Linked DNA regions of Drosophila melanogaster: region 2 is linked to region 1. A link is a contact called in public Hi-C data. All regions are on one chromosome and are shown on one strand. The core of a region is the stretch at or near the end of the contact, and the rest is flanking DNA. Distances in the headings are between cores, read along the strand shown.

The links. Hi-C and Micro-C count contacts between places; a contact is called where the count stands out from the background.
Region 2: a Hi-C map of the OSC cell line shows a contact between it and region 1, with 2.8 times the contacts expected there. The contact joins the promoter of ND-39 here to the promoter of CG13248 in region 1. A contact is called at or near these places in 9 of 107 Hi-C or Micro-C datasets (the Clone 8 cell line, the Kc167 cell line, the ML-DmBG3-c2 cell line and 5 more).

What each region holds. Positions count from the first base shown.
Region 1 is chr3L:20,407,381-20,413,918 of dm6, reverse strand. It overlaps CG13248, which reads left to right and starts at 3,353. Exons shown (of 2, transcript NM_140962.2): 1 at 3,353-3,656; 2 at 4,265-6,538. The coding sequence starts at 3,515. The coding sequence ends at 6,132. zye reads right to left here and starts at 315. Exons shown (of 4, transcript NM_140963.2): 1 at 253-315. It overlaps lncRNA:CR45973 (long non-coding RNA:CR45973), which reads right to left. Exons shown (of 2, transcript NR_133284.1): 2 at 6,361-6,538.
Region 2 is chr3L:20,489,117-20,495,654 of dm6, reverse strand. ND-39 (NADH dehydrogenase (ubiquinone) 39 kDa subunit) reads right to left here and starts at 3,573. Exons shown (of 5, transcript NM_140977.2): 1 at 3,441-3,573; 2 at 136-303; 3 at 1-30. The coding sequence starts at 175. It overlaps ZnT77C (Zinc transporter 77C), which reads left to right and starts at 734. Exons shown (of 4, transcript NM_140976.3): 1 at 734-992.

The DNA.
Region 1 (6,538 bases), core at 2,104-4,603:
AAAAGTTTAGTGAATCCTTCCATACTTATGTATGTACATATGTTCATTTCAGACGAGTTCTTGAGTAACCACTTGGACCATTCACTTAGTTAATTGAATCGATTCACATTTTCTGGCCTTAATTAACGGCCTATGGAGTTGATCACATCAAATCACTGAATGTCTTTTGGTAACATAGTGGAACACTTTGACCATTTAGTCGGCCATCATACGGATATCACCACTGGACCGCTTGGATAAACTTGGACTTACTGCACTGGCTGGTGGACTTGGGCTCGGGAAAAGATCTGGCTGGGATGCAGCTGGCGAAGTGGACGTTGCCGCACTAAGCGCCAAAGAGACTCGTCTTCGTTTATATACACACACGGCGTATGATTTAACAGAAATCGTTTCGGATATTGCCTCAAAAATCCAAAGACGCGGCAAGTAAAATACAACGGCAACAAAAACAGAAACCGAAAATAAAAAAACAAAATACAAAAACGACAAATAATACAACCAATGCTAGTAGCTTAATATATTTGTTGTTGTTTATTTTACGTCGCTCGTGGTTTTATACACGCACACTCCACTAAATCGGGTACTACGATTTATTGGCAGGTTGTGATTATTTATTCGCCGCACTACACGGGTAGCACACAAAACGGATACAGATTAGAATTTATCTAAATAGTACCCGCTTTCAAGTGAACTTCCAAATGTCAGAGGTCAGCTTGCAAAACACCTTATATACTTCAATTTGTTTGTTTCAATTTGTTTGAATTAAACGAGTTATACGATCACGGGTATAATACATATTCGTTTATGGGGGTGTGTCATTTGAAACGTAATTGCGAAGCTGGATTTATAATTATAGCACTTTATTAATTATTATTAAAAAATATCCATGGTCTGTATCATTTTTAGATCATGCTCCACAACTTTATGCATATCTTTGAGGTCCTTTGGAAAGTTTAAGGACTAGATTGATATATATGTTATATTTATAAAATGTGAGATAGGTAAAAATATCAATATAAATATGTTGCAACTAGCTGTTCTTATTAGAAACGTAGGTTAATGATTTTAATTTGGATATTCGGCTCATCTGTGGGCTCAAGGTCGCCGAAATATCTGGAATCTGTATCTCAGGGCATATTGATCAATCTTTTCATGGGCGTTATCGTTGCATCATGTCACTATCATCAATTTAACCCTTTCCGAATTGATTGCTCAGAGTTAGGGCATCCAGTAGCCCGGCGCCTGGAGCCAACTATTTTTTCCATTCATATGGAGTTCGTGGGCAGCGAGACGCGTGAGCACCGTCCACTCGCCGTCTCCCCTAGCCATTTTAGCCATTTGAGTCGCCGTCTTAGCCATCTTGACCCAAGCGCGCGACTGGCACATTTTGTAGCCAGCTGAAAAATGAAAACCAAAAACTAACAACTGAAAACTGAAAACTGAGCTGAAAAACTGCACCTTCGCCGGTGTGCTTTTAGGGCCAAAGAGTCAAAATCCGTCATTGCAACTACCTGTACTACAAGATGTGGGCTCCAAGGGGGCGGGGATACCAAACGGGGTAGTGGGACTTTGGCCATATGGATATGGAGGTGTGCGATGGAGATGTTGTCATGCAACTACAGCCGGCATTGCGGACAGGTTGACGACGAATTCGGAGCCGATGCGATGCCGATGCGCCTGGTCATCCCTAACAGGTATTAGTATTCAAAGTTTTGGAAGCCCAGCGTCCGCTTCGTGATGCTGATAGATTTTCGCAGCCAAATGGCAACGGTCATGGCGAGATGGCGATGGTGGGCTGTCGCCATGGGAAGAATACGGATGGAGACGGATGGTAGGGTAATTCACTTAGCCACCGTCATATGGTTAGGCCGAACCCGAATCCGTATCCATATGCCGGCACGATCTGCATCGCGATGCCAGAGGTGCCTTCGAAGGCGCTTCTGCCTTTGACAAACATCACGTAACCCAGTCTGCCAGTGGATGGTATCTGCTGCTCCCAGAACCGCTACTAATATATTTGATATTATACTATAATAAGTAGGGTAACCATCCCAGAAGGGTCTGTTCTTAAAGAAGGATCTATATCTACAAAGGTTTAGTCATCCAGTCATAATCATAACGTTATCATAGAGATATGAAATATAGTACCGCATTTCTTGAATGTAACCCTATTAATAACTAATTTCCCAACTTAGCTTTATAAGAAACACACTTTGCTGAAAGTTGAATCAATACCCTAAGAGTATTTTCCATTCGACTTCATAGTACTTCTTTACTTAAAAACATTGCATTAAAGTTTCGTTGATTGGGCCTTTCAAGACATAATGAAGTGTTGCGGACTATACTTAAAAACACCAACATATGTTTAATGGAAAACGTAATTTTTGGTCCCCATAAAGGGTGTGACAACCTATCTCTCCCGTGGATCAGCAAAGATCACATATTCTTGCATTCGCTCGGCGGCAGTGACAAAACAAATTCGTGATCAGACATTTCGTTATTACCGGACATTGTTGGCTACGAAGAAATAGGCAAAAGTAAACCTCACTTGTTCTCCAAGTTTTGGTAGTGCAAACACACTTTGTGGCGATTAAAATTAATTTCAGACATAAAATAATAATAATACAACTTATTGGCTGTTTATTTTAAAATTTTATTGCAGGTATGGCAATAGCATTCGCGGTACTCATAATTTCCCTATTTTGCTAATATTCGGAATATTTATCTACAATCAGTTGGCATTAATTTTTAAAGACTTTTAGCTTAAAATATACGATAGTTTTGTAAACGCATTATTCTAATCATCACTAAACGACATTCCACTTATAAATGTCGATCATTTGATTGGCAGGAGCAATAACAATTTGTTTAAAATGGTTACGCTTATTTAGTTTCCGGTTTTGGCTCACAAACACAAGCAAGCTTTCAAACGAAGTTAATTGGCCTTTAAAAGTATGCTCCATCATATGGAAATATATGCAGATATTTTATTTACGATTAGACGGAATTAAATTGTATACTTTGCGGGGCCCTACATGTATTTATCTCAGTAAAAACATAATACAAAGAAAATAGTTTTAAGGTTCAACTAAAAATTTAAATATTACATTAGAGATTATTTATCGCATTGAAAATTAAAAGACATCGGAATATTCCGAATAATAATTTTGTAGTATCGTTTTTTGTATCATTCACTCTATAATTTCCATATTGAAGGTTTTTTAAAAACTACAACATTTAGTGTGGCAATTTTATCGCACTTCAAAAAAAGCTCGGTGACGAAAGCTGCCTCCTGGCCGTGTGCAAACACTCGGCAATTCGCCCACTGAGCTTTCGAATTTGATGCAAAAATCGATATAGTCACAGCTGTTTGTGTACAACAAGTGAAAGTGTCCCGTGTGCCGCATCGAATATTCCGTGAAATATATCCAAATATCCCCAAGTTCAGATCCTTCAAGTGGCCCAAGAGGCGCGAACTCCTTTCAGCTCGGTTTCAACTTTCGTCTCAACCAGGATGCCGAGCTCACGACGTGCGATCCTGAGGCACATATTGTCGGGCATTTGCACCAAGATGAATCGCACCAAGTCGGTGCCCACTGACGTCATGGAGACGCCGCTAAACCGATGCCTCAACACCTTCGACATCGCTCTATTGGGTACTTTCAGTTAATCGATCAGTAACCGGCTTGTTCTCCGGTTTACCACTCGATTAGGGAACAATATGTTGGGGGCTACAATGCTTTCAATGCAAACATCTGCTATCTTAAAGTTCAGAGTTGGGGGTACTTAAAGATACATTGTAGAAATTACTGTTTTTTTTTATTTGAACACGTTGAATGTTTAAGTATTTAAGCATTTTTAAACAAGTTTTACGGGGCCACACGCGCATCTTTCGGCCAGAGACAAGCCACTCTTAATTCAAAATGACTTGCTAAACATTTAACAACTTCTTTAAAAGCCATTCCCTAAGCGGTTTTTATTATTTATATATATATATTTTTAACAACGCACTAGACTAACCTTCAAAGTAGAGAAAATCCCTGATATGAAGACATACATGGTTTTGAAAACCCCCTAGAGATTTGTAGAGATTTTAAAACCCTTCAGATAGGAATAGAACATAATTTACCTTATCTACATATATTCCTTGACATCAGAATTATTGCTTTACAAGAACCAGAAATTAGAGTATGTGCCATCAACGAAAAAACAAGACTATCTCTACATTCATATATTAAATATGAACATATGTGTTTACCCCCAGGCATTGGCCATATGGTTGGCGCTGGCATCTACGTGCTGACTGGAACTGTGGCCAAGGAAATGGCCGGACCCGGGATCATATTATCCTTCATCCTGGCCGGATTTATTTCGATGCTGGCCGCCCTATGTTACGCGGAGTTCGGGACTCGAGTGCCCAAGGCGGGATCGGCCTATGTGTACACCTACATCTCGATGGGTGAATTCTGGGCCTTCGTCATCGGCTGGAATATCCTGCTGGAGCATATGCTGGGTGCAGCTTCGGTGGCCAGGGCCTGGAGTGGATACGTGGATTCAATGCTGGGCGGTTGGATTGGGAACACAACGCTGGAGCTAACGGGTGGCATCCACGAGCCCGGATTGGCCCAATACCCCGACGTCTTAGCCTTCCTGGTCTGCATTGTTTACGCGGCTGCTCTGGCCGGAGGAGTAAAGGCCACGGCGGTGTTTAACAGTCTCCTCACCCTGGTCAATATAGCCGTGATGGTGCTGGTCATCAGCGTGGGATTCTGGTATGCGGATGGTAAGAATTGGTCCGAGGCTGAGGGTGGATTTCTGCCCTACGGCGTTGGAGGAGTCATCGCCGGTGCAGCCACCTGTTTCTACGCCTTCGTGGGCTTCGATTCCATAGCCACTTCCGGTGAGGAGGCCAAAAACCCATCGGTATCCATACCCGTGGCCACTGTGATCTCATTGTTCGTGGTGACAGTGGGCTACATCCTTGTCAGCGCCGCTCTGACCCTTATGATTCCCATCAGTGAGATCAATCCGGCTGCCTCATTGCCGGAGGCATTTGGGCAATTGAACCTCTCCTGGGCCAAGTACCTTATCTCCATCGGAGCTCTGTGTGGAATGACCACCACCCTGTTGGGATCCCTGTTCGCCCTGCCACGCTGCATGTACGCCATGGCCTCGGATGGATTGCTCTTCAGCTGTTTTGGGAAGATTAACCCGACCACCCAGGTGCCACTGCTGAATCTAGTGGTATCCGGGGTAATGAGTGCCTGCCTCGCTTTGGTCTTCGATCTGGCCAAGCTGGTGGAGTTTATGTCCATTGGCACTTTGTTGGCCTACACCATCGTCTCGGCCAGTGTGATCATCCTGCGATATCGTCCCATGGAGCGAATTCATACCACGATTAGGGTACCCGCAGTGGCTGGAAGTCCCGACGACGACGACGATGATGACGAGGATGTGGCGTCCCAGTCCAGCATGGATACCTCCTCACCGACCAGTGAGATGATAGAGGAAGTCTTAGCTGGAAGACTAAAGGCCCAGTTCAGGTGCTTGGAACCCCTACTAGGACGTTTCGAACCGGGATCTGTGGTGTCCGTCGCCGTGATGCTGTTCATCTTCCTGAGCTTTGCCATCTGTGTGGAGCTAAAGGTGTCGTGGACGCAACTCTATACGGGCACCTGGTGGGCACTGATCATCTATGGATTCATCATCTTCGCAGCAGGCACTTGCGTGGCCGTGATAGCTGTCCATAACCAGAACACCCGTGGCCTGATCTTCAAAGTTCCCCTGGTTCCCTTCGTTCCTGCACTTGGAATCTTTTGTAACATCTTGTTGATGGTCCATCTGGATGCCGTGACTTGGGTAAGGTTCTTTGTCTGGGTTTGTATCGGTATGGTGGTGTACTTCCTCTACGGGATTCGTAACAGCAAAGAGGGCGAGGTCTGCTCCTCGTACTCCATCCTTATGACCACTTCGGAGGCTGGAAAGGTGCCGTGGGGTTCCTTCAAGGCAACTTCCGGTGGCAAGAAGTCCAGTAAGCACTCCATCTTCGAGAGATTCACAGGACGCAGCAAGCCGGAGGACAAGAAATCAATTGTAGAGGAAAGCGAAAACGAAACGTCCGGATATTCCTAAGTCAATTCTTCCAATTGGAACCCAAAGCTTCAACCCGAATACAGATCGTGAACTAAAATCAAATCAGTGAAAGATATACAGTTGTTATGGTTTCGGCTTATTATTTTTGAAATGTTTAATGTACATAGATAAAACTACTTCAATTGGTTACTGTTCTTTTGAGAAAAAGATTATAATACTTATTTTCTATGTAATACCAAAAATATGTTTAATTATGTTAGAACTTTTGTTAAATCAAAGGTTTCTGGTTTTGATTTATTATTATTTTGAAACTGATACTGTTTAAAGTCCTGTACTTAAAGCATCTCTATATACATAAATAATCCATTTCAAATTATATGCATTCCAAAAACCCAACGTTGAACGAGACATATAATGGAATTTTGGTATATAACATATTGTGGCG
Region 2 (6,538 bases), core at 2,324-4,823, 82 kb before region 1:
AAACTCCAACCACGCCACTGCCGTGGTGCTCTAAGTATCCGGAATTGGACAGAGAATGAGCCAAAAGTTAGCCACAAACATCGTATTACATAATTGGATTGCCTGGCGGTTTTCGACCGCAGGCACGGTACTCACTGGCCAGCTGGAGATTACGGGTTAGTACTATGGCGGCCATTTCGCACCGGCACACTGGACCAACTCGATTCGGTTAATTTACGCTTAAAATCCTATTTTATTTCGGAACAGGCCAGTTTTTTATTTTGCCCCACGACAGTGTGACCGTGGCGTAGCAATTGGAATATACTAGAATTGACAGGTTGATATCAAAAACTACCGTCAAACAAAGCTGCCAGACTGAAGAAAAACATTTGATTTGGAAAGTAACAGTTTTTTCTATAGTTTTTAAAAAGCCCTGTTAACCTAAAGTTAACCCTAAATATGTAAATAATTGACCTCATAACCAATAGACCGTGTTCGTGGCCATTGCATACCAAACATATTTTAATTATCTGATTATCAAATATCGGTAAATGCTACTACGGTTATAACTACTATGATCTCGAATTATTCATACTATTTAGGTGGCACTAATAATTTTACCTCATAATTACTTTGACAACCTTGGGGATATCTTAGCCTCTTAGCGGTAATTAAACCGTCATATAAACCACTCTTCTTGCTTGGCACTAGTTTATAAATATTTGTTGGCAAATAAGACATAAGCTAACCGTGTCCCAGTTGAAAAGTAACTGCCTTGCTTGTCACACCGCAAACTTTTTATCTAATGTGCGTGGCTTAATTGCAATTTCCAGCCCGCGGATCGTTTAATTCGGCACGGCTTGGGTTCTACGGACAAAGAATTCAGTTAGCAGTCGCCTTCGAGCTGTAAAACCGAGAGCATCGGGAAAACTTAGTGTTATCTGTTCGAAATCGGCCAACTAAGGATTAACTATTTCTACGGACCAAAAACACCGATAAGCAGTGAAATAAAAGTGAGCTTGTGGTGAAACTGTTCATAATGGATACACATTTTTGCGGTTATAAAGTGCGGACCACTAGCTAATTTGGTTTGAATGTAACAGCTTGGGTAAACTAATTAGTACCGAGGGTATATAAGTTAGTAATTTGTTTTTAGATTGGTTAAGATAATGGGATTTCAGGCGAATGCGACTGTCATGAATAACCTCCTTCGATACAAAAATATTTCTGGTATTGTAACATTACATTATACACATGCAGTGGGTCAGGATATACAAAAAATTATAAACATTTGTCAGTGTGTCAAACGCGTTCTTATACATATATATGTACGTATTTGTGTATAAAGAGTAAATTTCGTGTCAGATATTTCTATTGAATCACCCTGTCTAAAAATAAATAATAAAACACATTGTTTATATTATTGTTATAATAAAACACATTGTTTTTTGTTTGTTGACTTCAGTTGTGCGTTTGATAAGTTAAATATCTGCACAGATCACTGCTTTTGACAATTGAGGATGTAATTCTATAGAGATTACCATAGCTTCATATGTAAATATGTATTTATAATATTTATTATGGCATTGTTGTTGTCTCATAAACCTACCTAGATAACGACAATACAAACATACCTACATTTGACAGGCATAAACAAGCAACATATGTATAAATTTCACTCTCCTTTTTCTGCTCTCATTTCGCTCTCTTTAATAGCTCACATGCAATCAGCTGATTTTTTTTCAACCTGCTCACGCACTTTTTCGCCCACACAAATACTATCACTGTTGCTTTCTACCTCTCTCTTCCTTATCTCTGCTCCCCACCCTTTAAATTTGCGGGCTTTTCGTTTGTTTTGCCGGCCGTGGTTATTGGTGTTGTTGTTGCTCCTATTCGACCATCTCTCTTTGCCTTTAATACCCTTACGAAGAGTAACTCAAAAGTAAATAAATAAATAAATTAACTACTCTTGGAACATATCCGTTCTAGTGAAAAAATTAAAATTAATTTTAATTCAATTATGAATGCTCAGAATTATAATGAGGAAATCTTCTTGTTTTTGTAGAACATAGCTTTACTAGTATTATAACATTTCGAATTTCAATTAAAAGAGTACTTATAGTTCGGCATGGTGCTTCGGGTTTTCCGTTTATTTTGCCATATGTATATTTCTCGTCGTCTTTTGCGATCATTCGTGTTTGAGCCGCGCTGCAGTTAACAACGATCTGAATGATTCGCTCCCGAAAAAATTAGCGCGTGTGCCTCGAAATATTTTAAATCGCTAACGTGCGTGTGTGTGAATAATAATAATAATAATAATAACAATAAAATAGGAAAAGCTACATTTTCCAAAGCAATTTACGCTGCCGCGGTTATAATTAGAAAACGTAAAGCGAACGCAGGCCTTTTTTCGCTTATCAGAGTCCAAAAGACGGTAATTCTCCAGTTCTTAGCCACAGTATTAGGGGTCTAGACTGATAAGGGCTTTTCGGCCGTATGCGAAATTCGGCTTTGTATCTGGGCCCAGGAATCGGAAAAATACGCCCTAATGCGCGCAGTTTTGGATACTCGCAGATTGTATATAGATGACTGATTCGTTAGCGGGCAGATTGTAGATCCATTTAGCAAGTGATTATTAAGACGCCTCGCGCCTCTTGGCACCGATGTGAAAAAATATTGCCCGAAATATGTATTACTTCTGCGGTGTATAAAAATAAGTTCGATCGAAATTAATGCTAATTAACGGTTATATCTGTCTACGATCCACCTGCCAGTCGCATCGAGATTAAGCTAAAAACAAATTCTCACCCTTAGCTAATTCAATGGAAATTAATCCCGGGCCTTGGCTCAAGTTCTGAAGAACCCAGCTCGGCCGTGTTTCCAGTTCCAAAATATTATAAACAATTACTCTATGAAATAATAAACAAACTAATTTGTTTGCGATTGAGTTAATAATGCATTTTTGGTTGCACGGTTATATTAGCCAACTCAAATTATTAATCTAAAGAGTAGCGTGAGATCCAAAAATTTTACATTTATATTAAAAGAAAAATTATTATATTTTAATCTCTTACATAGAAAGCTATTATTGTATTTATTACTTCTATCACTGCAACCGCATTGTATGTTTATAAATTTAATTCAATTAGATTTGTCGTTTTGTAATTTCGAGTCATTAAGTGTAATTGAAGTGGGTCTTTAGTAATCAGCATTAATATCAAACTTCGTATTATTTTAATGGGTTTTTGTAAATCATCAAAAAATCTCTCGGACCCCAACTGATCACGTTTTCGATGAGGATGCAGGGAAAGCATACATATGTACATATATAGATATATACTTATGTATATAGGTGCAGATTGCACGTAGATGGTGGTGCATAAAATCGTAATTAAAATATTTACACTTCTTTGTTTATTATAATGGGAATATTTCATTGAATCGTGTGCTTCATCACTTACTATGTACAGGTGGTCAGGGTTGTGAATTCGCGAAAAAAAACGTGGATTGGGTTTCACTTTTATGATTATGGGCTAAAAAGCAGTAAGATACAAGCTGGATTTTTATAGAACACACAATTAGTACGGAAAATTTAGCCGAGTGCAATGCAATTTAACTTATAGCCTACTACTTACTAATATGGAATAACTTAAAATCTGCATACTTACTTTCGCCTAGTTGTTCCATCTTTATTAACTCTTATCTTACATCTTATATTTATAATGTACCTATGATTTTAAGGCTGTATTACCTAAATAAGTCATATTTACATCCCATATTATAAGAGAGCCCCCCTAAAAATATTAATTTCCACTTGGCAACATTTACCGGTGGCAACATCAACATTCCCCATCGAATCAATCCCTCGACTAGTGATGGCATTTTAACCCACTGAAAGCCGAGTTGTTTTCGATATTGTTTTCCAAATCGCTCTTATCAGTCAGACCTGTCCACTTACCACTTAATCACCTGGGGTGAGATAGCGATAGGGTCGGTAGACAACTATCTCTATCTGCTTATCAGGAGTCCGATTTTGGCGCGTTCGAAATGTTCAAATGCGCCTCATGGGCAACAAAGTAATAAAATATTGGCAGCACACGTTGTCTGTGGCCCACTGATAGACAATAACAATATTGATAGAATTTTTAAATAACACCGTTCCCTTGCGAATTAGAAATTCCAAAGGCATCGGCAACCTTGTCATCGTGTCCGAAATGGTCAAAATTGTTAGATTTTAGCTGCTGGTTGTTTTGAAAACAGGCCAGGGACCCGTATAGGAAGTATTTTTGTAATTCAGTTTAAAATCTACGCAAAAACCAATAGGCAACAAATGCTGTTTGTTGCCAAACTTCATTTGTATGCAGGCAATGGTCCGAAAGAAGCAAAAAATTAAACAAGCAAACAGAATTAATGCACCTGAAACCTGATGATGGCAAATCAAAACAAAAAGCAAATGTTATTGGTCCCGAATTTTACTGCACGCTTCACTTTTTGTTTATTTTTTCAATTAATGGAGTGAGCTGTTGCATTGGTCTAATTGGCAATTGAGCTGTCAACTCTTGGCTCAGATTTACGATCTGGACTTTACGCCATCTGAGAAGGTCCGGATTCGAGGGTAATCAAATAATTATGACAAAAGGGGTGAAAAAACATTCCATAAAAACCTTAAAATTTTGCAATTGAATTCTCGAAAGTAAAAAGATTTCTCGCAATACTAATCTGTGAGCAATTTCATTTTTGTAAAATAGTTGTTTAACTATACATAGCATCTATAAAATAACCAGATACCTGTTACTCAGATGTCGGGATGCATGCCTTGTCTCAACTTTTTACAAATATCTTTAAAAAAATATGTACGGTCAGACGGACGGACGGACATTCAATTGAACATTGGACTTATTCGCAATTAAATAGCTAGTTAACATACAAACTAAAAGAAATTTATATATAAATTTAATTACACGTTATAAGTTGTTCATTTTACTTGCCGATTGCTTCTGTTTTCACTTCAATAAATATTTCGAGTGATGTTAAATCAAAGGTTTAGCGGCGATATCAATAACAATACCGATATGTTGCATATTAATTTTCTTTATTTAAACAGTTTACCACCAGTAAGCATTAAATTTGAAAAAAAAAAATTCGCTAAATATACAAATCCAATAAATACGAGCAATTACTTTATTCAATCTAGCGTGATATGCCAACTTTTTCTTTTTTTTTTAATCGGTTTCGAAAACAAGTGTACATTAAATCTTTTACCCCAAAAAATGGCATTAAGTCTGTTGACCTTGCATTACCCTATTATTACTCTAAAATTTTCCTGGGTGTCTAGTATACCCTCCTGCTCTACGAGTAATGGGTATACAAAATTGTAAATGAAAAGCTAAGCCTAATTTCAGCTTTTAGACCTGCCTTGACATCTTTGCTTTTTTTTTGGTAGTCTTTGGGAACCGTCAGTTCTCATCCACATGCCACTCATATCACACCACATTTTATCGGGAGGATCACTTCGTTATCTTCATTATCCCCTAGCAACTACAGCAACAATGAGCGACCTGAGGCTTCACACGAATCAGTATCTTTATCTGTATCTGTATCTGTAGCTCTGCTTATCTTGTGTTATCTTTTGTTCGAGCCTATATAACATTGCCTCCTGCCACCCACTACCCATCCATTTCGGATTTCGAATGAAAACGAAATCAAATTGAGGAAATGAACATTTAGTGGAACAACTGGAAGATACACGAGTACACAGAATCCATTTAATCAAACAGATGTCTATGGCCTCATCCACTCATCCAAATAGTTTGTTGCTACCTGCTAATTGTTATTTCTACAATGTCTCTGCTGGAATTACTATAGCTATAGTATGGAAAACAGTCGATTGTTTGCTGGGGCGCACAATCTAGTGCCCCCGAGGCGCCGTTTAGCGCTTTAGTACTTAGCTTACTCGCTTTCCATGTCTATCTCTATGGGGTTCTAAAACAATAGATTTTATCATTTGATCTATTCTAATTATATGCCATTGCACGTGTGACAATTTGGAATGCAATTGGCTCATTTAAGAGTCGAATCGACGACAAACATAGGCGTTTGTACATTTGATAAAATTGTATTCTGGGCGGCAATGTTAATTTGCGTAATAATCCTATTGAGGATTCCACGTGGAAGCGACAGATTTAAATCAACAGTCGATTTGGGCTTGTTCTGTCACTTTAAGGAAGTTTTATATAACGACAGTGAAATCATATAGAAATGCTGTCTATAAATGGATTACTATAAATATCATTAATGAAGTATAACATATAGCAGGTCCATGGTTCTGTTCTTTAAGTTAGGCACATTGTATACCTCAACTTATCACATTTATTTACCATAAAGGTCATTGCACGGACCTTCAGTTTTTGTTTAGATGGTCTATTCGGATTAACCAAAAATACCATTAAACCGCGACATGTCCCTCGCTAATTACTCTACTAGAGGGCATTTAGGCCATTTAAATGACCAACCGAATGGGGTTCAACCTTGGGGTTACATGGCGGCAAACACACTGAGT